4 separate regions of the Mus musculus genome follow, and regions 1, 2 and 3 are each linked to region 4. A link is a contact called in public HiChIP or PLAC-seq and Micro-C data. All regions are on one chromosome and are shown on one strand. Each heading gives the region's core, a stretch centred on a gene start, on an enhancer-like site or on the middle of the called end of the contact. The rest is flanking DNA. Distances are from core to core; before and after follow the strand shown.

Evidence for each region. A called contact is a pair of places that touch in the nucleus more often than the background predicts. HiChIP or PLAC-seq counts read pairs in DNA pulled down with a chosen protein or histone mark.
Region 1: a Micro-C map of embryonic stem cells shows a contact between it and region 4, with 2.1 times the contacts expected there. The contact joins the promoter of Kcnq1ot1 here to the promoter of Phlda2 in region 4. A contact is called at or near these places in 4 of 484 Hi-C or Micro-C datasets (all in embryonic stem cells) and 2 of 115 datasets of contacts at active chromatin or transcription factors (embryonic stem cells and kidney).
Region 2: a contact with region 4 is called in an HNF4G HiChIP or PLAC-seq map of pancreatic cancer cells. The contact joins the promoter of E230032D23Rik here to the promoter of Phlda2 in region 4. A contact is called at or near these places in 2 of 115 datasets of contacts at active chromatin or transcription factors (microglia and pancreatic cancer cells).
Region 3: an H3K27ac HiChIP or PLAC-seq map of microglia shows a contact between it and region 4, with 7 times the contacts expected there. The contact joins the promoter of Tnfrsf22 here to the promoter of Phlda2 in region 4. A contact is called at or near these places in 1 of 39 promoter capture datasets (hippocampal neurons), 2 of 115 datasets of contacts at active chromatin or transcription factors (effector CD8 T cells and microglia) and 2 of 9 other capture datasets (adipose tissue and liver).

What each region holds. Positions count from the first base shown.
Region 1 is chr7:143,295,236-143,297,935 of GRCm38.p6, reverse strand. Kcnq1ot1 (KCNQ1 overlapping transcript 1) reads left to right here and starts at 1,389. Exons shown (of 1, transcript NR_001461.5): 1 at 1,389-2,700. All of the region lies in intron 11 of Kcnq1 (potassium voltage-gated channel, subfamily Q, member 1), which reads right to left.
Region 2 is chr7:143,666,988-143,669,687 of GRCm38.p6, reverse strand. E230032D23Rik (RIKEN cDNA E230032D23 gene) reads right to left here and starts at 1,441. Exons shown (of 2, transcript NR_153818.1): 1 at 1,343-1,441. Tnfrsf23 (tumor necrosis factor receptor superfamily, member 23) reads left to right here. Exons shown (of 6, transcript NM_024290.4): 6 at 1,096-2,700. The coding sequence ends at 1,145.
Region 3 is chr7:143,648,412-143,651,111 of GRCm38.p6, reverse strand. It overlaps Tnfrsf22 (tumor necrosis factor receptor superfamily, member 22), which reads left to right and starts at 1,448. Exons shown (of 6, transcript NM_001311145.1): 1 at 1,448-1,585. The coding sequence starts at 1,481.
Region 4 is chr7:143,501,100-143,503,799 of GRCm38.p6, reverse strand. Phlda2 (pleckstrin homology like domain, family A, member 2) reads left to right here and starts at 1,276. Exons shown (of 2, transcript NM_009434.2): 1 at 1,276-1,743; 2 at 1,984-2,252. The coding sequence starts at 1,310. The coding sequence ends at 1,984.

The sequences.
Region 1 (2,700 bases), core at 140-2,639, 210 kb after region 4:
AGGGTAGGACTGGCCCTTTGAATCAAATGCAGCATGTTCCAGACGGGCCCAAAAGGAATTGGCAAAGCAGATGTGTGGCCTGGTAGGAGGTGGGGTACCAAGCTAGGAGTAGCTTCTGAGGGTAAAAAGGAACTGTCTGTTGCTAGAGGATGACACCAGTTTCTCTTTTCTCCAGCTAAATAACAACAGGAGAAAAAAAGAGAAAAAGAACAGAAAAGAAAAAGAAAAAGAAAAAAAACCCAAACCTAAAAACCGTGCCTTCCCCTCCTTCCCCCACATATACTCAGTCATCTTTGGCAAGAGAGCTTCCTGGCTGTTTTTGTAGACATATATTTTCAGCAAAAGCAGTTAAGATGTATGGCTTCCTTGCGTGCTTTAGATGACCACACCCTGGCCTGTTCACAGGACTGGCTCTCCCTCCCCTTCCCCTAAATCCTGTTTGAAGTCAATTCTGGGTAGGGGTGGTTTGGAGAATATACCCAGAGTTCCACATGCTAAAACTATAGTTTGCACAGAAATCTGCATTCCCCCCCCTCGCCCCAGGCTTGCTTATGAATCCTGGGCAAGTGGATTGTCCCCCAAATCTGGCATTTTGTCAAGTTTCTCCAGGCTTTAGGTCAATGCTAGATACAGGGTGGTGCGTAGACAGTGTTAGTCAAATAAATGCATGGATAAGTAAGTGGACAGAGTGGAAACGATCCTGAACACTCCAGTGACAGGGCCAGGAACCAAGAGAATCTGGAGGATGGGTCGAGTGGCTGGGGTCTAACCTCAGGACTATCATTACCTAGTTTTATAACATGGGCAGACCCAGGGCCCCCTCCTTTTCATAAGTAAGATAGCCCCAAGACTTTCCTTACTTGGTGATTAAAAAAAAAAAAACAAGCAGGGTGGCCTCCTTGTGTGCTTTAGATGACCACACCCTGGCCTGCACAGTAGGATTCCATGGGACAGCTGAGAGGGTGGATTGCTTTTTTGCATCCCAAGGTCAGGCCAGAGCCAGGGGCATACTCATCTTTGGCCATGAAACCGTTTAGGTACATTGGCTGCCTCAGGTATCTGCCCTGTACTGCATTGAGGTTGGTCTCACACTTATTCAGAGTTAAGAACCCCAGGTTCAGCTAGGAAGGGATGAGGAAGGTAGGCCTTAAGGGGTGGTGGACCCAGCAGGCTAGGTCGTACAATCCTGTACAAGCTCACCCAATCCAAATGCTGGAGACATCAGGCTGTTTCCTCTTGGCCAATAAAAATAGTCAGCACAGAGCTATCTGTATCCAGCCTATCATGAGGAAGAGCTCCCTAGTCATTATTCAGCATCTGTCCAATCAACAGTGTCGTGGCTGCCACGTCACCAAGGTCTTGGTAGGTGGCCTAGCCGTTGTCGCTAGGAGGAACAGTTGCCTCAGCACGTCTGCGCAGCTTTCCTTGCGGCGCCCCTCCGCGTGGTCTATGATGGTGCATTTTGGTCCAGTCAGGCCCGGTGTGGTCGGCCTCATTTTGGATTACTTCGGTGGGCTTCTCCTCGGCGTGGTTACGGTCTAGTACACCTTAGTGTGCTTTTCTCTGCATGGTCCTTCCCAGCGTGGCTCGTCTCAGCAGCGTGGTTTTCATCCGTGTGATCGTCCTCTGCATGGTTTTTCACGGTGAGGTCATATCAGCCAGCCACCAGCCTCAGCATATTTGTCCACAGTTCTTTTGGAGCTGCCTCTGCTCGGATCACTTGAGCACTACACCTCAGTCCCGACTAGCCATCCTCAGTGTGCTTTGCTCAACGCGATCCTCCTCAGTGTTTGTCCTGAGCCTAGACCTCCATGGTGAGGTCTTATCTTGTTTCGTCATGGTGGTCGGCGATATGGTCCGATCTGCCTCAGCAATTGGGTCACTTCCGTGTGGATCGTTTCAGCACGGATCACTCCAGCGCGGTCGGCTGCCTTGGCGCGATCCACTTGGCTTCTCAGCATTTTTTTTTAGCCTGCTGGGTTCTCTCAGTTTTTCTTCAACACGCTTCTTTTCCCTCTGTGTGATTCTACTTGGAGAGCTTTTCTGTTCAGCTTGGTTCCCAGCGCTTCTTTTTCTCGGCATGGTTCTCCTAGGTATGGTTTTTTTCTCAGCGCGGGTTTCTTCTCTGAGTCAGCACGGCACAAGTCGCAAGTCCGCGTGGCCGCGCTCATCATAGCCTCCCCCTCCTCGCGGCAAGCACTCACGGCCAGAAGCAGAGGTGATTCGTGCCGCGCTTTCGCGGCTGGGCTCCATCTTCGTTTTGCCGCAGTGGCTCCGTATTCGTTTTGCAGTTACGGCTCGGTCCTCGTTTCACGGCCGGTCCTCGTTTCACGGCCGTGGCTCAGTTCTCGTATTTTGCGTCCACGTCCCCATCTTTGTGGCCCAGGCTTACAGAAGCAGGGGTGGTCTTGAGGCCCTTTGAGCCCCGAGGTCGGTCGAGTCCCAAGGTGAGTGGCCTAGGACACCGGCTCAGGCCTTCGGATTCTAAACCCCGGGCCGAGTCAGAACGCACTGGAGCTGAAACCGAATCGGGTCTGGAGACCCCTGAGCTTTGTAGCCCGGTGTGGCCAGCACCAAGGTAGTGAGTGGAGTACGTGTTGTTATGTGGTAGCTGTTTTAATGCTGAGAGTGAGGGGCTCCGTTCGGAATGTTCGCGCATGGTGGGGGAAGGGTATCGTGGAACTGAGGCTGGGGAAGGCT
Region 2 (2,700 bases), core at 192-2,691, 170 kb before region 4:
CAAGGGCCTCTCCTCCCACTGATGCCCAACTAAGCCATCCTAGGCCACATACGCAGCCAGTGCTATGGTTGTCTTCTTATTGAATGACAATGTACATACCATAGCATTAACAGTTTCAAAATGGACATCAAAATGAAACTGAATACCAGCTCCTCTATCTGTTACAATGTCTCCCAAACATATGTCTCTCTTTGACCCACCCTCCCAAGAAGATCTGCCTCAGTGGTCTGGCCTACCTGAATGGTTCATGGAGGTAGAGTCGCCGTGTGTGGCTTTTGTGTCTGGGTTTCAGCATCATGTTTCTCTGCATGGATGGGGGTTTGCTGCACGTATGCCAGTGCCATGTGTGTGAAGAAGCGTCAACTTACCTGGGACTGGAGTTCCCCGTTGTGGTTATGAGCCACCATATGCATGCTGGGAAGTGAACCGGGGTCCCCTGCAAGAACGCCTTAACCACTGAGCTACCCAACCATCATGTATTAAGGCTGATCTAGGCTGAAGCTCTGTCATCGCCTCATGCCTTGTCACGGTTGAATCATCATGTACCACCCACGCTGTCTCATTCCCATGTTAATGGCATTTTTAATAATTCCTTATAATATGTAGACCCTTACACCAAATATTCAGTGGGGAAAGGGCAGCCTCTTCAATAAATAATGCTAGCCTGGCATTAGTGGCGCATGCCTTTAATCCCAGCACTTGGGAGGCAGAGGCAAGTAGATTTCTGAGTTTGAGATCAGCCTTGTCTACAGAGTGAGTTCCAGGACAGCCAGGGCTACAAAGAAAAACACTGTCTTGAAAAACCAATATAATAATAATAATAATAATAATAATAATAATAATAATAATGCTAGCAAAAGAACCTATACCTATGAAAGAATGAAAGCTGTAACTGTATTTAACAACATATGAAAAATTGAGGGTTGGGCTAAATCTCAGTGGTAGGGTATTACCCTACATGCATGAAGCCCTAATTTAATCCCCAGTACTGCCAAAAATACAATAAATTCAACCAGGGCACACTGGCCATGGCCTATAATTCCAGCATTCTGTTCTTGAGTTGACCAAAATATTTCTTGTTTTTCCCACTTTTAGATCCCAGAAACTGGCTGTTCCTACTGATGCTAATTGTCTTCTGTATCTGAAGAAGATAAAGGTTCTACAGATGGTGTCTGTAGCTTCCTTTTATTGCTGTGAAGAGAAACCATGGAGGCAACTCTTTCATTTTATTTTATTTTTTAATGTCTTGAACTTGATTTGAAGACCAGGCTGGACTCAAACTCACAGAGATCCGGACTAGGCACCTCTAATATAGGAAAACATTGAATTGGGACTGGCTTACAGTTTCAGAAGTTCTGTCCATGATTATCATAGTGCGAAGCATGGAGGCACGGAGGCACACATGGTGCTGGAGAAGAAGCTGAGAGTTCTGCATCTTGATCTGCAAGCAATAAAAGGAGACTGTGTGCCACACTACACATAGCTTGAACATAGGAGACCTCAAAGCCTGTCCCCACAGTGACAAACTTCCTCCAACAAGGTCATACCTCCTAATAATACCATTTCTTATGAGGCAAGCATTCAAACACATGAGTCTATGAGGGCCAAACCAATTCAAACCACCACAGGTTAACAATTGCCCTCTGCAGCTCTCTGGTGGAGGCCCTCCTTGAGAGTAAGTAACAATTTAGATGAAGGCAAGTCCTGGTATCAGGTCCAAAAGAAACTCAGGATGAATGGTCCACTGTGGTTCCTATTAACATACTGAAGAACATGACCTCACCTTAGACTTCTCCACCTCACTGGCTTCCCTTCCCCTAGCTTCTCATTCCCAGGTAACCCTGCCATTTTTTGGTAATGTGCCTTCTTGGTTCTTCCTCTCCTTTCCCCCTCTCTTCTGGTCCTTATTTCTCTTCCTCTCCCACTCTCCACCAGCCGCCTCTTAAGGCCTGAGTCAGTCTGCAGGCCATGTTTAATCTACTACTTTCTCTCTGCTCTGGACTCATCCAGATGTCTCTGGCTGAGCTCTCCCTCCTATCTACAATAAAACCCTTCCCCCTAACCAGAAATGGAACAGTTTTGTCCTCACTTTGTACATCTGGTGCCTGAAACCAGAGAGGAATATATATGACCCCATCCAAGAGACTCAGCCTCTCCTAGCCAAACCATGCTGTTGGTTTGACGACTTCCTAAGGTATGCATGGATGGATCACTTGTTCCTGCAGGCTTCTGCAACCTACCATAGTGAACTCCAAACCTGGAATTCACCTCTTCAGCTGCTTCTCCCCTCTACTTGCTCTAACCATTTGCTTCTCCTCACCATAGCAGGAAATTTCCACTTGCCTAGGGGTGTGGTCAATGCCTTGCTATCACTACTCAGAAATTTCCCCTTGGCTAGAGGTGTGGTCAGTGCACTGCTCTCACTGCTCAGTAAATTTCCACTTGCCTAGGGGTGTGGTCAGTGCCTTGTTCTCACTGCTCAGTAAATTTCCCCTTGGCTAGGGGTGTGGTCAGTGCCTTTTTCTCACTGCTCAGTAAATTTCCTCTTGGCTAGGGGTGTGGTCAGTGCCTTGCTCTCACTGCTCAGTAAATTTCCACTTGCCTAGGGGTGTGGTCAGTGCCTTTTTCTCAATGCTCAGTAAGTTTCCACTTGCCTAGGGGTGTGATCAGTGCCTTGCTCTCACTGCTAAGTAAATTTTC
Region 3 (2,700 bases), core at 199-2,698, 150 kb before region 4:
ATGTTTTAAAGGAGCAAAGGGCAGAGGGCAGAGAAGGACCTGGAGCACAAATATCTAGCCCAGGGTAGACAGGCCTCTTCTTTTCACCTCCCCTCCACCTACAGTGTGGGACAAGGCAGATCTGTAAACTGTATGCAGAAAAGGAAAGCCACTAGCCTCCCCCTGCTCCCGAGCTACTCAGAGACTGGTGGGACAACAGCATCCACAAGTGCACACTCCTCTCCTCTTCCCTTCCTCTACTTTCCCTCTGCTTCCCAAGGGTGGGGGACAGTTCAGCGTGTTGAACTAACCAAACTTTCTAAACACTTGTTTGTGTTTTGATTTGGTTTACTCCTGAGCAGACACCAGCCTGAGGGAAGACAAGAAATAGAAGAGGATCAGGCTGGCCAAGGAATTGGCCGCCCCCACTCCCCAGCCTAGGTGAGGGCAGATGGGCACAGGCTCCACTCCCTGGCCCTAGGGAGAGAGGCAAGAGATGATTTAAAGAGTACCAGGTGCCTGAAGTCACGCTCCTCTTCTTTGGGGCAGCCATTGAAATCCAGGACTCTGAGTCCTCCCTCATTTTAAAGAGGAAGTGGCATTTGGAAGGGAGATGGATGGGGCTGGTAGTGGGCCACTTTTTCGAATACCTGGAGGGGCCGGGTGGAACAGATGAACCAACCCAAGTTCCCTAGAGAAATAAGCGTTCTACTTCCTGTGTTAGGCTAGTAGACTTGGCTTAAATGTCCTGTGTCCCATGAGCTTGGATTGGCACACACAGTGGAGCTAAACACAGTGAAAGGAAGAAGAGGTGAGGGACTCACAGTCCAGGGATGTTCATACAGCCCTCCTCCCCCGACACACACCCCCCAACCCCAGAACTGGAAGAGTGCCTACCAGTCCTGGATATTTTGAGGTCCTCAGAGTCAGCGAGTCCCACACAGCCCCTCAGACCCTGACAGTGAAGCCTTCAGCTGCTGCTCCAGACCATTGACCAGTGAACACTCACAGGAACGCTACAGGGATAGAGTTACTTCAAACTTCTCCGTGTTGAGCTAAGACAGTGTGTGTTGTAGCTTATCTTCCTCTTTTTGTTTGTTGCTTTTGAGAAGGTTTACAGTCTGCTGCAGTCTGACTTTTATAACGATTCCAACAATAGTTCATGCCTCTCCCTCCACTCAGGTCCAGGAAAATTTTTAATTAACTTATAATAAAGAGCAGTATACCGTAATGAAAAACAAACGAAGGCAGAGAATTCGACTTTAACTTGCTGTTTATAACAAATATGATTCTGTTAATAACGTCATAGGCATTTAAAATTACGTTATTTATAGAAAACTAGATATTACTGAGCACTGATTGTGGTGGGAAGGCAAGAGTGGTGGCGCTGGACCCGCCCACGAGATAAGGCAACCATACAGGAACCAATCCGCTGAGGAGAGGCGTGGCCACCACAGCAGCTCCTCCCAGCTGAGCAGCAGCGGCGTGCTTGCACTCGGCCATGTTTGGCTTCTTCTGCAGCTTGGTGTCCAGTCTGAGTCGCTGGTTCCTTTGGCGGCGGCTGCTGCTGCTGCTGCTGCTGCTGCTGCTGAATCTGCCCTTGCAGGTGAGTAGATATGGCCCTGCGGAGCTGAGACTCGCTCTGGGCACCGGATCCCCGGACTGCAGAGGAAAGCTACTGCCGGCGGTGAACTGATGGCGGGCTGTGCCATCAGCCTGGGCATCGCCAACCAACACTTCAGAACTTCGTCTGCTCTTAAGTGGTCCAGAGTTGGGGGATTGAGGAGGTGAAGCAGAGGCAGGGGAATGGCCAAGCGGGTAGCCAGAGAAAGTGTGTCCGGTTGGTCCCTGAGCTCCGGGACAAGGTGGACACGCCTCTCCTCCCTTTCTCATCAGAAAGCGGTCCATCGGAAGGCGACTCCGGAAAGTGCCATTGCGGACTGCAGTGGCCCGCGCGACTGTGCGCCTTGGGTGGGTCCGGCCCGGCTGGTCTTGGGGTGTAGTACTAACTACTACAAAAGGATCTGTGTGGAAGGCCTGGCTATGCCTTTCCTGGGCCTTTCGGGTCTCTGCTAAGTTCGTCCCGAGATCGCTTCTTGTCTCTTTAATCATAAACTGCAGTTAAACCTAAGTTAGTGGGCAGCCTGATCTACATAAGGAGTCTCAAAACCAACCAAACAACCAAACAAAAAACCTAGACGATCCTGTAAATGACATTTTAGTTACAGCCAACTTAATTTTATGTCAATTTTCTCTCATAAGAGTCTTCATCCCAAAAATAGGCAGAAAAAGGTTTATGTTTTATAACCTGTAAGGATATCCATTTTGTAACACATTCAGATCTTTAGTTATAACAACAACAACAACAACAAAATAACCCTTAGATTGTTCTAAGATAGTATCTGAGCAGTCAGAGACCACTTACATGTAATCAGCATTTCTTTAAACCACCTAGGAGCTGGTTAATAGTAATTCTTTGCTAGCTGCTGGTGAGCAGCTTTCACAGAAATGGACCCAGAGGGCATCCAGCTTCCCTGGGAATCTCCTGGGCAAGGGGCCAGAGGATATGCAACTCAGAGGTGACTTCAAAGTTCCCAGCACTTTGAGGGACTTCGAACATATTTCACAGGCAGGTTTCACATGGGATGGCCCTTGACCCTGAAATCTCTTCCCATCCCTATTAGGGCTCTGGGGCTCCATGCCTGCCCAGGCACCGCCTGA
Region 4 (2,700 bases), core at 27-2,526:
GGAGTTTTAGGCTGTCTCAATTGTTTAAATGGAGGAACCTGTGTTTTCACTGGGAGCCAGTCCACCTAGAAGCATGGTGTCTGGTTTTCCAACAGCCAGGGGTGGAGGTGGCGGTGGGGATGGGGGAAGGGGTGGAGGTGGGAGAAGGGGTGGGGGTAGGGGGAAGGGGTGGGGCTGAGGGTTTCCTTGTAGCGCCTCTGTCCTCCATCCCACCCCAGCACCCCTGCCCCCATCCCACCATAGCAGGGGACTCCTGGGGTCCCTAGGCCAGTCCCTCCCCCATCCCTGGGAACCCTGGAGGAGCTGCGTCTGCTTCCTACTACTATTAAACCTTTAAAGGCAGAGGGTAAATAAAATCTTGCACTGAAAGGCGATGACTCAGCCGCCCCCGCCGCCCCCGCCGCCCCCGCCGCCCCCGCCGCCCCTAGCCCTTAGGTCGGTCCCCTCATTCCCCAAGCTAGCTTTGCTAGCTCCCGTCCCCCCCCCCCGCCCCCATCGTGAGTTTCCAGCACGTCGAGGTTGTACAGTCGCAGCCCGAGGTGTCTGTAGCCTAGATTGGGGCACACGGGAAAGAGGCAGGCCTTTCTCTTCACGTGGCTGAGCACTGCAGGGTGCTGTTCCTCCTCCACTTCTTCACTGTCTAACTTACTAAAAGGTCATTGTCCCATTTTACAGAAGGGAAAAGAAACTGAGATAATTTCGAGGTACAACTTTGGGGAGCAACTTGGGTGATAAAGCCTGTTGGGGCAGGGCTACTTCCCAAGAAAGTCTAGTGGGTGGCCTTTGGATGCTCGCCCAAGGTGGGAGGAGACGGTGGCCAGGGCTTGGAAAGAACCCGTGAGTCCACGACCCGCGTGTTCGGTCTCCCCGTGAGTGGGATTCTGAGCGCGGTAGTTCAGTCTAGGGGTCGGGCGCTTCCCAGGTCTTCCCGGCCCGTGAGTCACGAGGGGCAGGGACCGCTGAGGTGCATTCCTCTGCAGGCAGGGCCGGAGCCTGGGCGGGGAGGGGACCACAAGTCACTCCACCTGGCAGCTGGGACGTTGGGGCTGGAGGGAAGGCTCGGGGCTCCCGTCAGAGAGGCGCCAATCAGTTCTCGCCCCCCACCCTCCGTCCTCCGATAAGCGGTAGCTTCAAGCAATGGGTAAGGGGCAGCCTGGGGCGGTTGGTGGGGGGCAGCTCCGAGAGCCTGCTTGGGATTGAGAGTGCCCGACTCCGGGGCGTGTCTGGGCTGCGGGGCGGAGTCCTTATAAAGACCACGCCGCGGCCGCGGCCCGCAGCAGAGCGAGCGCATTTGGTGCAACCTTTCGAAATGGCTTCGAAAATCGTGATGTCTTCGAAAACCGTGAAGACCTCCGACGAGATCCTTTGCGAGGGCGAGCTGGAGAAGCGAAGCGACAGCCTGTTCCAGGTATGGAAGAAGAAGCGCTGCGTGCTCACCGCCGACCGCCTGCGCCTCTTCTCCGGGAAAACCAGCCCCGCCAAGGAGCTGTTTTTCCACTCCATCCTCAAGGTGGACTGCGTGGAGCACACCTCTAAGTACGTGTACTTCACCATCGTCACCAACTATTACAAGGAGATCGACTTCCGCTGCACGGTGGAGAGCTGCTGGAACGCGGCCATCACCATGGCGCTGATCGACTTCCAGAACCGTCGGGCGCTGCAAGACTTTCCCCGCTACCGGTATCAGCGCTCTGAGTCTGAAATGCCTTCCGAGCCGGGAGAGCAGAGCGCTCTGGGTCCGTGGTGAGTAACAAACTTGTCCACGGCGTCGGAGTACGGGGCATGGGGAAAGTGAATGGGGGTCATGCCTCCCAGTGGGGAAAACTTCGATTTTAAAAGCCACGGGGAGGGGGAGGGGGGAATCCTACGTCTTTGAAAACCCTTTGGAGAGGGGACCTGGAACGCATGGCAGGAGCTGCTCGGCCCACCTGGAGACTTAAAAGCTGCACCCGGGCAGCTCCTGACTCAGTCTTCTCCCTACAGAAACGCACGGGACCAGTTGAGCCGGGAACCAGCCCACGCTGCCGCATCAGACAGGAGCCCAGGAGCCCAGGGGATGCCCCGGGTGACGCCGCCGCTGCTCTTCACCGAAGATATTCCCGTGCTTGCTGAGCCTTGCCCCGCTGTGCGGGTGCGCTAACTTATTGGACCGTATTTATATTGGTTACCTGCTTCCAACCCACCATTCCGTGTTAATATTTTTTATACCATATTTTCATTCCAAATAAACAATGTCACTTTTCTTTTTTTAACAACTGTGTGGTCTGTGTAGTTCCTGCTGGGGCGAATGTGTGGAAGGGTGGGAGTGAAAGGGTCTCCTATCTGGTGTTATTCCCTCTCCACATCCCGGGAACCATTCAAAGTGCCTTTGAGGGCTGGAGAAATGGCTCAGCGGTTAAGAGCACTGACTGCTCTTCCAGAGGCCCTGAGTTCAAACCCCAGCAACCACATGGTGGCTCATAACCAACCATCTGTAGTGAGATTGGATGCCCTCTTCTGGTGTGTCTGAAGACAGCTTCAGTGTACTTACATATAATAAATAAATCTTGAAGGAAAAAAAAAGTGCCTTTGAATGAACTGTCATCTGCCAGTGGGGCTCAGAGCCTTGCCAGGTCAGGAAGTAGGTCTGGGTGTGGTTTGGCCACCTTTTGCTCCTGGGTGTGGCTTGAAAGGATACTGCTGGTGGCGGGGATTGCTCAG